Regions from separate parts of the Mus musculus genome. Here region 2 is linked to region 1. The links are chromatin contacts, called in public HiChIP or PLAC-seq maps. All regions are on one chromosome and are shown on one strand. The core of a region is the stretch at or near the end of the contact, and the rest is flanking DNA. Distances in the headings are between cores, read along the strand shown.

Region 1 (6,166 bases), core at 2,426-4,925:
ATGGAAGGCCATTGGAATCCCATCACAGGAGGGACAAGAATTAAAAGCAGAGGACCCTGGGTAAGTGCCAGCCTGCATTCAGCCAGGAATCTTGACCCAGGAAGGTGTTGAGGTCCTGGGGGGAGTGGCATTTCTTGCAGAGCCTTACATGGCAGCATTTCCAAGGAGTCAGTCAGGAAAGGCATGGGGTAGGGGAAGGATTCCTGCTGCTGCTGAGAGCTCCCCTAGGAAGAGGAGGGAAACAGGCTAGGGAGTGAGTAGGGGACATTCCATAGGTGGATACAGACCACAGCTCCTGCCTCGGAGAAAGTAAGAAGAGACAGTTTTACTCTTGGGCCAGGGAGATGACTCAGTGAAAAATGGGTTTGCTGGGAAAGTAGAGGAACCTGAAGGACCCCAGAATTCAGATCCCCAGAACCCAGGTAAAAAGCCGGGGGGAATCCCAGGAACAAACCAGCTGGCTAGACTAGCCAGAACTGTAGCGCTCCAGATTCAGTGAGAGACCCCACCTCAGTGCATAAAATGGAAGCTGTTGGAGGAAAGTCCCAATGTCAACTTCAGGGATCACACACACACACTACATACAAAGCTAGGTAAAAGCTATATAAGCTTAAATTCAATAAGAGATAGTGGTACGAACGCAGGAGGCCTTTTGTCTTGTTTATTTATTTATTTATTTATTTATTTTCGAGACAGGGTTTCTCTGCGAAGCCCTGGCTGTCCTAGAACTCTCTCTGTAGACCAGGCTGGCCTCAAACTCAGAAATCTGCCTGCCTCTGCCTCCCGAGTGCTGGGTTTAAAGGCGTGCGCCACCACGCCTGGCATAGCTAAGCAGTGGTGGTGAATGGTTTTCATCCCAGTGCTTGGGAGGCAGATTTGAGGCCAGCCTGGTCTACAGAGTAAGTCAGGGAGCCAGGACTATACAGAGAAACCCTCTTTCTTTCTTTCTTTCTTTCTTTCTATCTATCTATCTATCTATCTATCTATCTATCTATGTATATGGTTTGGTTTCTGGATTCTTTGGTTTTGTTAGTGAAATTTCCTTGTGTAGGCCAGGCTGGCCTCAAACTCTCAACCCCCTGTCTCTATCCCACTGCATCTGACTCTACTCTGTTGCAAATATATATATATATATATATATATTGTTTGGAGATGGGGTCTCATATAGACCATGATGGCTTCAAACTCTCCATGGAGCCATGCTGACTCAGACATGAGGCTGGCAAGAAGATTGCTATGGGTTCAATACCAGCCTGGGCTACAGAGTAAGACTCACAATCAAATGTTACTTTTGGTGGCAGCACATGCCAGTGTCATCTGCATCATCTGTGTGGAGCCCTGTCTGCTGACAGAGGACTTGTGGCAGCCTGGCTCTGTCAGCTTTTGATATTTGCTGATGAAGAACTAAATTTCAGATCCTCCACAGATTGCTGCTGTTTTATTTGTTACAGTTTTGTTGTTTTTCTGTTGTTTTGACAGGCTGGGCCAAGGTGGTGCACACCTTTAATCCCAGCACTCAGACTCAGGAGGCAGAGGCAGGTGGATCTCTGAGTTTAAGGCTAGCCTGGTCTACAACAGAGCGAGTTCCAGGATCACCAGGGCTATACAGAGAAACCCCTGTCTTGGAAAAAAAAAAATGCCTCAGTGGCTAAGAGCACTGGCTGCTCTTCCAAGGACCTGGGTTCAATTCCCAGCAACCACATGAAGTTCATAACTGTCTGTACCTCCAGTTTCAGGGGATCTGACACCCTCACATCAATGCACATAAAATAAAATTATTTTTATAAGAAATGATACCTTCATGTTTTAATTTTCTCAGGCCGTTTGTGACCCTGTCCTCTAAGCCTCCCCCACCCCTAACTCCTGACCCAGTCTGCTGCTGCTGCTTCTTCTTTTTCTTCTTCTTCTTCTTTTTTTTTTTTTGGTTTTTCAAGACAGGGTTTCTCTGTATAGCCCTGGCTGTCCTGGAATTCACTTTGTAGACCAGGCTGTCCTTGAACTCAGAAATCTGCCTGCCTCTGCCTCCCAAGTGCTGGTATTAAAGGTGTGCGCCACCATGCCCGGCTTGCTTGCTTGCTTGCTTTCTTTCTTTCTTCCTTTCTTTTTAAAACAATCTTTTTTTTTAAAGATTTATTTATTATTATATCTAAGTACACTGTAGCTGGCTTCAGATGCACCAGAAGAGGGCGTCAGATCTCATTACAGGTGGTTGTGAGCCACCATGTGGTTGCTGGGATTTGAACTCAGGACCTTTGCAAGAGCAGTCAGTGCTCTTACCCGTTGAGCCATCTTCCAGCCTTCAGTCTGCTTCTTAAGAGATCCAAATGCTGTCGAGTTTATCGTTAGTCCCTTAGCTCATGGTCCCTTCCTCATGTCCCAAGAGCACAACCATCAATCACCTCTGCAACTGTTGTCAGCCCCAAGGATTCCACTGTATTTGCTGGGATCCTTAGTCACACCCGCCCATTCCCCACGCAGGTCCAGTAACAACACACATGAGCTGGGGACTAATGAGGGTGGGTACATCTTTCTGGTCACAGCTGTTATAAACTTTTGTGTACAAGTATTCTCATTTCTCTGAGGACAGTTGGTCCACTTTGACAAATTTATAACTTTTTGTTTGTTTGTTTGTTTGGTTTTTGAGACAGGGTTTCTCTGTATCCCTGGCTGTCCTGGAACTCATTTTGTTGACCAGGCTGGCCTCGAACTCAGAAATCCTCCCTCTGCCTCCCAAATGCTGGGATTAAAGGCGTGTGCCACCACCGCCCAGCTAATTTATAACATTTCTGCATGAACTCCTGGAGGCCACAGGCGACCTTACATGCCTTCCTAATAGCTCTCCACTTTTATTATTATTTTGTGGTTTTGTTAGATATGTATTTGATGTGCATGAGTATTTTGTCTGCACGTATACATGTGCCTCATGTTCATACCTGGTGTTTTTTTTAAGTCAGAACCAGGACAAACAAGACTATAGAGAGGATTTTGCCTTGGAAAAACAAAAAACCAAACAAGATCAATAACAAAATGTGGTTGGGTACGATTCGCTTTCTACAGGCCTCAGAACTTCAGACCAACTTTGCAAAGCCTTTGGCTGGTTACACTTCCCCTGAAGTTCCTCTCCTGCCACCAGAGACCGGTTAATAAGGCCGCCCAGCAACTGGCCTTTGACTAGTGGTGGCTAAGGAAAGAGTTCGGTGGGAAAACGGCTAGCCATGAAGGCAGGAGGACGTGATTTCAATCTCCAGCACCATGCGTGGTGGAAAACCGCAGAGCTGGAAAGGCGGAGACAGGAGGATGACTTCAGCAGCTCGCTGCCCAGACAGAGCGTGACTTGAGTGAGAAACCCCGTCTCTGAAACACAAGACAGACAGCCCGGTGTTCTGTATCTGCAGGGGACTGACTGCTCCTAGCTGCTTACTAAGTTACCAAGCCTGGGTTCCAAACTCGAGGAAACCCGCTGCGGCCGGATCCCGGGCGACCCGGACCGCACAGCAGCCAATAACAACCGGGCGCTGCCAGCCCCACAATCTGCCGGACGTCGCAGTACGGATGACCTCACAGCGCGTCGCGGAATCTCAGCCAATCGGAGCAAATTTCTGGGAGAGAGGCAGAAACTTCACCCAATCGCTTACCCCCGACCATAGCTCGTCCAATCACAATGCGAGACAGTAAACCCCTGCCCCTCCCCCCCAAAAAAAAACAAGAGGGGGAAAGGAAAGGGATGCGGCTATAAGGCCCCACCCTCTACCCCGCGATAACACGGATCTGCGCATGCGCGGGAACGCTGAGGCGTTGCAGGCTGTGCTATTCCTGGGTTTGATGACCCGTCTGTAGTACACTGCATGAAATATATATATATATATATATATATATATATATATATATATATATATTTTTTTTTTTTTTTGTTTTGTTTTGTTTTCTGAGACAGAGTCTAGTAAAGCCTAGGCTGGCTTTGAACTCCTTGTGTGTACGAGGATCTTGAACTGATCTTTTTGCCTCCTCCCCTTGAGTTCTGAGATTACAAGCGAGCATCACCACACCCTCTAGAATGTGATTCTTTGAAAATTCATCCACTCTATGAGCGTTAGTTTAAATAGGACAAAAACGCTTAGGGCATTAATCCACTTAGCGAGCACTGCAACAGATGCCCGCTTGGTTCTTTGAGGAAGTCAGAACAATATGAAATTGTACTAATATGGATTTACATGGATTGACCCTCAGCTGAGATAAGGGTCCCTGGTCAGTCTGTATGCTGCATATTACTGAAGTGGTTTTTTTGGTTTTGTTTTTTTTAGATCAGATAATCAGAAATAAAAAGATCATGTTTCCCTCTTTTACCCCAGAGGGTCCTTTTGTACCCTCCCCCGGGGTAGCAGCACTTCACTCTGCAGACTTTCCTTTTATTGTCTGTAGAGAGGCAGGCGCCTGGCAAATGTGTGTGTAAGCCCTGGAGACAGATTGCCTGGGTTGAGGCCAGGCCCTGAACATACATTCTTAGCTATTTCAAGCAAGGCATGTAACCCTTTCATACAATATCTTCTTTAGAATGAAGGTATAAACAGAAGCTGTCTCTAGATTCTTGTGAAGATCAAGTGAGTTTGTATCAACATGTTCAGAATGATGCCTAACCCATAATAAGCAATGAACATGGACATCACAACACTATCTCCTCCTCCCCCAGTGCACACCACCAGACTGCTATCTCCAGTCTCCTAAGCAGTTAAGTGAGGACCAAGGGAGGGAAATCAGAAAATCTGACAGTGGTAATTTGGAGATAGGTACCCATGGGGAACACCAGCAAGCTGAGTCCGGAGGGGTGGGTAGGACACACCCATGCGAAGGGAGTTAACAGGAAATGGGAAGGATTCACACCATCAGAGGTCCAGAGGTGAGGAAAAGCCTTGTGGGTAAAAAGGAAACAGGGAAGAAATGAGGCTAAAGAAGTCAATAAGGGCCAGAAACATTGCAGCCGCCTGGCCCGAGACTTAGCCAAACTGTCTGGTATTTCATTAGTTAATTCTCCTTTGAAAATACTAGAACCTGTAACCTCTCCTGAGAGTTGAGGCTAGGGCCGAGCATCTGGGAAAAGCCATTGCTCACAGCTCTGCATGGAACTCCACGGGCCCCTGACCTATGGGGACCTGGCTCAGAGAACCCTACTCTCTCATTATTCTTGATGCACACCTGGGCCCCCCTGGTTTGTCATTCCCCCTGTGGCGATTGTCTGAGCTTGGTGTCCACTGGGGTGTGGAAGACCTGTATCCCAGTAGCATCCATCCTTTGTGACTGTGGACCAGTGATTTAAGTACTCCATCCTGCCTTTGGCTGCTATATCCAGGCAGCTGGACCTGAGACCATCTCAAACCTACCTTACACTGGGAAGTTACGACAGAGTCATGAGATCAGCTTAGTCACCTGGATGTCTTTACAAACTTTCCTTAAAAAATTTTTGTTTGTAAAACTTTGTAACTGCCAGAAGGAACAAAGATCCTCTAAAGGGACCTTGTACCCTTCCTGTGGAAATCAGACTATTGACACAATGGTCGCCAAGAAATTGCAATTTTCCAGGGAATCCAATGCTGAGAGGAAAACCCTGGCTGAACCCTGGTGCTGGGGTGTCTCCCAGGGAGAAGCTTCATACAACTTGTCAGACCTCCTTGCAGGAAAGACTGGAGTAACGGTGGATCAGTGATCAGGGTTGGCTTAGACTGCTTAGTTATGCATAGCTCTGGCCCTGTATTTAAACCTGAACCTCATGTCAAGTTCCTGAGCTAGGGAGAGCAAGTCACTGAGCCTAGATAGTTCTCTTCCCAAAATGGCCATGTGGAATAAACCTTTCTCCTCTTTCCACTTCTCTGTGTGTGTTTAATTGGCCTGTTGATGAGTGTCTGAGCCTACCTTGCCAGGTCTCCCAGGGCCCAGGCCCTTGTCCTAAGAAGCCTGGTAATAGGTAGACTGTAGATTAAATGGGTGCCGAGGATTAAACTCAAGGCCTCACATAGGCGAGGCAAGCACTCTACCACTGAGCTAGACGTCCAGTCTGCATTGGCTCATCTTCCTCGTGTTGCCTCAGTCTGTGCCAGAAAATGCATTCAGTCTGGCCCTGTGGTTAAGAGCACAAGCTTTGACATCAGACAACACAGGGCAGGATCTTATTGTG
Region 2 (5,993 bases), core at 2,754-5,253, 170 kb after region 1:
CAGCCCCAGAGAATACAAACCAGCAGAGGTACACGCAATTCCCCATGATCCAGAAATGGGTTTTATTCTCAGCCAAGAGACAGCAAGACTGGTGGCTACCAGAGAACTGCACAGCTGCTGCTGCTGCAGCATCCCCTTGCTGCAGGGTTGGGATGGCCAAGGGGATGGCTGTTCACAGGCCAGGAGGACAGGGGGGCTCACTGGAGGTGGTACACTGGAGGGGGGGTTGTCAGGATGACAGCGTTCCCTTGTTGGACCACAAGACTCCACAAGGACAGCATGGTGGTTGATTCTGACACTACAGGCGAGGCTGTGTCAGCCATATATATGTATATATATGTATATATAGGTATATTTATAGATATTTATAGAATGTCGCAGGAGCAATACCACAGAGGGGCACAAGTTTTCACCAACATCACATCTGGATGTGTCAGCTCACCACTACAACAGACTAAGTCACAGATGATGAATAGGACGCTTTGGGGCCGGGGGAGCCACTGTCAAGTCACAGAACAGCTGTCCAGGCAGGCTTGGTAAGGGAGGTCTCCGAGGAGTAGGAGGGATCTGGTTAGAGGTCGAAGGGGGGCCTGGGGCTCTCAGGACGGGACGGACTTGCCTGACCCGATCGGCTGGCAGTTGGAGAGAAAGCCGAGAGAGAACGGAAGAGAGAAAAGGAAGGAGAGCTGGTAAGGCAAGAGCAGCCACCTCCAGCAGAGGCAGGGGCTGAGGCAGGTGTGGATGTGGGCAGGGTTCCCGGAAGAGATGCACAGTTGATGAATGAAAGGGAAGATGGGGTGCTGGGCCGTAACTAGCAGGTAGTCTGAGTAGAGGCTGGTGGCCCTCTCTTGCCACACACACGGCCTCTCACACACCACCCAGGCAATGCACCACAGGGCCTCCCTCATTTTTGCTCACTGTCTCTCATCTCACTGGCTCAGGGCCACCCCAAGCCTCAGGGAGTCCCATGTAACAGCCATGAGGCCAGAAGTGCTTGAACCAGGAGATTGAAGCTAAAGGGGATGGCTGGAGGGAGCGCTGGAGGCCCCTCAGGTGGTCAGAAAGTCAGGAGTCCTCTGAGGGGACCCTGGGGAGGCTGGGAGGCAGGCAGCCGATGCCTGCGGCCACAGACTTATAAGTCTAAGAGGGGAGCCTCCGTTGGTCGGGGGGCTGCAGGTCTCGTAGGTGAGGCTGGGCCCTTCCTGCTGGGGAAAAGCAGAAGGGTGAGCGTCAATGGCTGGGGAAGAGTTGGGACAGGGTAACCGAGATCTGTGGCCAGCCAGGCAGAACTCAAGTTGACTTTCCCAGTCAGTAGACAATGCATTGCCTTCGGCTAAAAGGCACAGGTCACTCTGAAAACAGGTCAAATGTTGGAGCTGATGGGCTGGCTCTATGTCGGGGGCTGACGAGGTGGCTGTTAGCTACAGGTGTGCAATGTCAAGGATGAATGAGATCCTCACCTTGCCTGCGAGCCCTCAGGCGCTGGCAGAAAGGCAAAGGCTCTTAAGTTGTCTAAAGTCACCAGTCAGAGCCTGGCTTTGCCAGCGCGATTCTCATGCTTGCCCTGTGGTGAATTTAGTCGCCATGCTCCTAGGCTGGAAGGAGAAAGCTCTTATCTTGGCAGCATAGTTCAGAGTAGGTATGAAGAGGGGGTCCTAACGCTTCTGGCCCCTTCAGAGGCTGAAGACACCCTCTCCTAGTTCTTAGTCCCTACACTGTCAACAGTGGTCTGGTGTCTCCAGGGAGCACCCACATCTACCGTCTTGGACATGAAACCTGTTCCAAGAGCCCTCAGTTTAAGCAAGAAGGCCTTGAGTAGTGGCGCTGAGTCCCGAGGCTCACTGGAAAGGGAAGTGAGAGAGCCAGCTGGAAGAGGACAGGAAGAGGGAGTCCAGAGCTGCAGGAGAAGGAGGAGGGGCCTGGCTCAGGGGTCCCAGGTGTCCTCAGCATGGAGCTGGTGCAGCGAGGAGGGAGGGGTAGACACACTGTTCATGCAGCAGGCTGAGAGCATAACCTACCGTAGCTGACACTCCTCAGGGGTCACTGATAGTGATTCTGAAAGACAGCACGAAATCAACAGGGCAGTTCACAAACACACAGGTGGGCCAGGCTGGGGGTTAGGGGACACACACACGCACACGCCTGGGCGTGCACACACATGCTGTGAGGCCTTAAGGCCCTGCGTGCACACGTTAACACACATGCCCACAAACACGCATATATCTCCCTCCCACCTCCCAGTGCCCAGCACCATTGCCGGCCAATACGTCGTGCAGCACGGATCTGGGACATGCAGCCACTCAGCACACAGAAGCACACGCATGAGCTGTCACAACACAGAAGCTCGCCTGCACAGAGAAGGCCTTTGCACCAGCTCCCTGCACATCCAGGCCTGGTGTGCTGACAGGGTTACCATAGGGCTCCGTAAAGGACAGGGCTTGCACTTTAGGATCCAGCTGTCATTTCTTTGCTCAAGAACCTTCCATGGCTCCCTATATCATTGAGTCTCTACAAATCTCCAACCTACCCCACCCTACCATTGACCATTAGTAAAGCAGCCCACTGTCTCTGTCAATCTCACACTCCCCTGGGGAAATGTCAGGGGACACACATGTATTTAGAAGGAAACTAAAGCCCTGAGAGGGAAAATGACTTGCCTAAGGGAAGTGAACCAGCATTTCTGGACTCCCAGTCCTGTCTTAACTGTTCCAGACATTAGAGTCCCACAGAGTAAGCCCATCCCTGCCTCGTTTAGTGTATGGGGGCTAGGCCCCTAGCTCTGTCCTTCAGTCATCTAGATTCCCAGATAGATGCTTTTGGTCTATCAGATCATGTGTTCTTTCTCAGAGACCAGCCACAGTCAGCAGAAACAGGGCAGACTGAGTTGGTTACTAGAGTGAGCTTCCTGGAAGGCCAGTCATGGATAAAGAAGGCAAAGCCAAGGGATGAAGTATATTCCTTTTTCCTGGAGATCTCTAGCAGCAGGGTAGTCTTTGATCCTTGTCCCTACCCACCATCTGGTTTCAGACCACCAGACTGTTCACCATTCCTAGATCCCATCCCCAGCTGCTTTCTATCCTAGTCCGCACCTGGGTGCCGATCTCACATTCACACCCGTGTGCACGCCCACATACACATCATCACACCTTGCTTGGTCACACAGTCACAGCCTGGCCTGACACTGTGGGCCAGAGGCTGAACAGCATTCTGGGACAGCTCAAAAGAGTCAGAGCTGGGGAAAGTGGGGCATCAAGGTAGCTCTGAATGTAACTGAAGAAAACCACACGGTTCAGAAACCTAGACCTGAGTTAGGCTCACCAGGAGCTGGGCCGGGTCAGTGAAGAGTGGAATGGAGGAGGATGGAAGGCAAGGGTTTAAGAAATGCAAAGTGTGGGAGCCACAGAGAGAAAATGAAAAAAAGAGGGAAGCGCCATGCAAGTGCTGAAAAGAAGGGGGCAAGTGGTTTGAGCCCCAGAGCCCCCTTCCCAGAAACGACCACCTCCGGGACTCAGCGCCCCCTGCGGGGCAGGACCGCCTGCCCGTGGCCGCAGGTCCCTTGGCCTTGCATTACGACCCCAACGCCTAAGATGGAGAGGGTCGCTTCTGCTGCTAGGCCGAGGATCTATCCGACTCTACCTCCCTCCGGGTTACGCCCGCCTGGCGGCCTTTCCCGGGGCTTTAAGCCCCTACTCACCTGGGGACCCCAGGCGGGGCGCGGTTGGGGCGCGAGGGCACCTGGGGAGGGGGGCCAAAGGGGTCAGGGGAAGCCCCCGGCCTGGAGGGCACGGGGGGCGCCCCCCCCAGGGCGGATCCAGCAGGCGGAGGCCCAGGAGCAGGGCCCCGCGATCCGGGCCGGGCTGGGGGCACGGCGGGGGCTCGGCGCTGCGGCGTGGGGCTGGACGTGGGCGATCTACCGGCGACAAGAGCAGAAGAAGCGCGGAGCAGAGATGAGCGGCTCCGCCCCAACAGAGACCCCGCCCTCAGCCCAGGCTGTCCCCGCCCATGCAGCAAGCCCCGCCCACAGCGGCCTTAGCGTGGGAGCCTAAGCCGGATCCCCAGCGGCGCCACCCACCCTGCAGCCAGCGCTCTTGGCAAGCCCCGCCCCGCAATAAGCCCCGCCCTCTTCTAAGCTCCTCCCCTCGCTCCAGGTGGGAGCCCCCGAGACCCCGGCGCGCCACTGCCTGGTCCCGGCCCTCCTCCCGCGGGCCCCGGGTTGGGGGGCTTTGGGGCCGTGGGGGCCGGCCCTGGTACCTGCGTCCGGCCGGTACGCTCTGCACCTGCAGCCAGGAGTCGTCCACGGGCGGGGGCATGGGCGTGCTGACGGTGGTCGTGTTGATGTCGCCGATAATACTGAGCGCCTCCTTCAGTGCGTGGTACATGCGCAGCATCTCGTCGCGCCGCTGAGCCTGCTCGGCCGATTCTTCCATCAGTGTGTTCTGGTCCCCGCAAGAGTACAGGTTGGCCAGCAGCTCAGAGAAGATAAACTCCTTGGTCTGTGCACAGAGAAGGAAGGAAGGAAGCTAGAACCCGAAGACCCTGCCACCTTGTCGCAGGCCAGACCTGCTGGATCTGGGTACAGAACTGGGAGCTGGGGTTTGGTATTTCAGATGGCTACTTCTGCTTGATGCCTAAATTCGCAGGTCTCTTCAAATCCCATCTTAATGTCCTTTTCTCAGACAAGAATACACAGCGGGATAGGGAAGTCACCTGCCCTAGGCTTCAGATCCGGGAGGAAACTCAGAATATAGCCTGTCACTAGGACAACTGCCTACCCTGAGTCCTTAAGGAAGAAAATAACAAATCTATAACTATAATGTGTCATTGTACTGAGTGACAGGTGTCCAAGTGTGTAGTGGAAGTTTAGTGCCCACCTCAAATGCCCAGGCATTCTTATCCCACCCTGTCTGGGACAATCTTGTGAGCTGCTGGTTTCTTTGCAGCTTCCTCCAATCTCACTGACTCCTTTTCCAAAATCTACTGACTACATACCACGGGCCAGGCTTCGTGCTGCTCCACACCTCATATGCATTCTGTCCTCAACTCTATCATCGACGGCCATATTTTGCACACTGGGAAACAGACTCAGAGATTACATAGACTCAGACCCACATAGGGAATCTGTAGGAAAGCCAGCAGCATTCCACCCGAGTTGTGCTTCCTGGAGCCTGCTTTGTCACAGCCCCAGGTCTGTGGTGGAGCAGTGAGGTGAGGTGTGTTTCAAGGCAGTATCTGAGATTCTCAAAAAGCCACGATTTCTAGCTCCTCCCAAACACGTGTGTTTGGGTCAACCTAGATACCTTATTTTTCAACTTTAAGTGTCTTAAAATTCAAATTAAGATGAAGTATTTCCACTGAATATGTAACATCATGGGGAGGTTTAAAAAACTTAGTGGGAAAATGGTAGGCAACATATCCTGTAAATTAATGTTTTCTAGATCGGGGCCAGGTATAGTAAATAGACCACAACTGTCATCTCAGTACTGAGAAGGTAAGCCAGGAAGAGATCAGCCACAAGTTTGAGGCCAGCCTGGGCTCTACAGCAAGACTCCATCTCAAAACAATATTTTGGATATCTTGGGTTTAAAATAAATACTATCAAAATGAAGGGTTTTGGAACTAGGCATAGTGATGTATGCCTTTAATCCCAGCACTTGGGAGGCAGAGGCAGGTGGATCTCTATGAGTTCCAGCTAGAGCTACATAGTTTCTGTCTTGGAAAAAAAATAATAAAAAGTTAAGGGTTTGGGGACTATGGGATGACTCAGTGGGTAAAGGTGCTTGCTGATAAGCCTAATGATCTGAGTTCAATCCTTAAGACCTACGTGGTAAAAGGAGAAAACAAACTTGCTCAAGTTGTCCAGGACCAACAGACAACACAAAGGCAAGTGTTCCCCTGCCCCGTGCATTTATTTATTTATTTTTGGTTTTTTTCGAGATAGGGTTTCTCTGTGTAGCTCTGGCTGTCCTGGAACTCACTCTGTAGACCAGGCTGGC

Evidence for each region. HiChIP or PLAC-seq counts read pairs in DNA pulled down with a chosen protein or histone mark.
Region 2: a contact with region 1 is called in an H3K27ac HiChIP or PLAC-seq map of stem cell-derived epiblast-like cells, with 4 times the contacts expected there. The contact joins two enhancer-like sites. A contact is called at or near these places in 3 of 484 Hi-C or Micro-C datasets (all in embryonic stem cells), 10 of 115 datasets of contacts at active chromatin or transcription factors (T-cell acute lymphoblastic leukemia, embryonic stem cells, epiblast stem cells and 2 more) and 3 of 9 other capture datasets (adipose tissue, liver and pancreatic islet).

Annotation. Positions count from the first base shown.
Region 1 is chr2:32,134,421-32,140,586 of GRCm38.p6, forward strand. No RefSeq gene overlaps it. Among named protein-coding and RNA genes, the nearest start is that of Prrc2b, 14 kb to the right of the region's middle. Within about 2 kb of position 3,676, at least 337 of the 459 cell types and tissues checked have an H3K27ac peak or open chromatin away from gene starts, as enhancers often do. A contact at or near this core is called in stem cell-derived epiblast-like cells, where this site is marked.
Region 2 is chr2:32,308,433-32,314,425 of GRCm38.p6, forward strand. It overlaps Dnm1 (dynamin 1), which reads right to left. Exons shown (of 23, transcript NM_001301737.1): 20 at 4,252-4,493; 21 at 3,695-3,910; 22 at 2,019-2,055; 23 at 39-632. The coding sequence ends at 2,034. Among named protein-coding and RNA genes, the nearest start is that of Gm23363, 6.8 kb to the right of the region's middle. Within about 2 kb of position 4,004, at least 179 of the 459 cell types and tissues checked have an H3K27ac peak or open chromatin away from gene starts, as enhancers often do. A contact at or near this core is called in stem cell-derived epiblast-like cells, where this site is marked.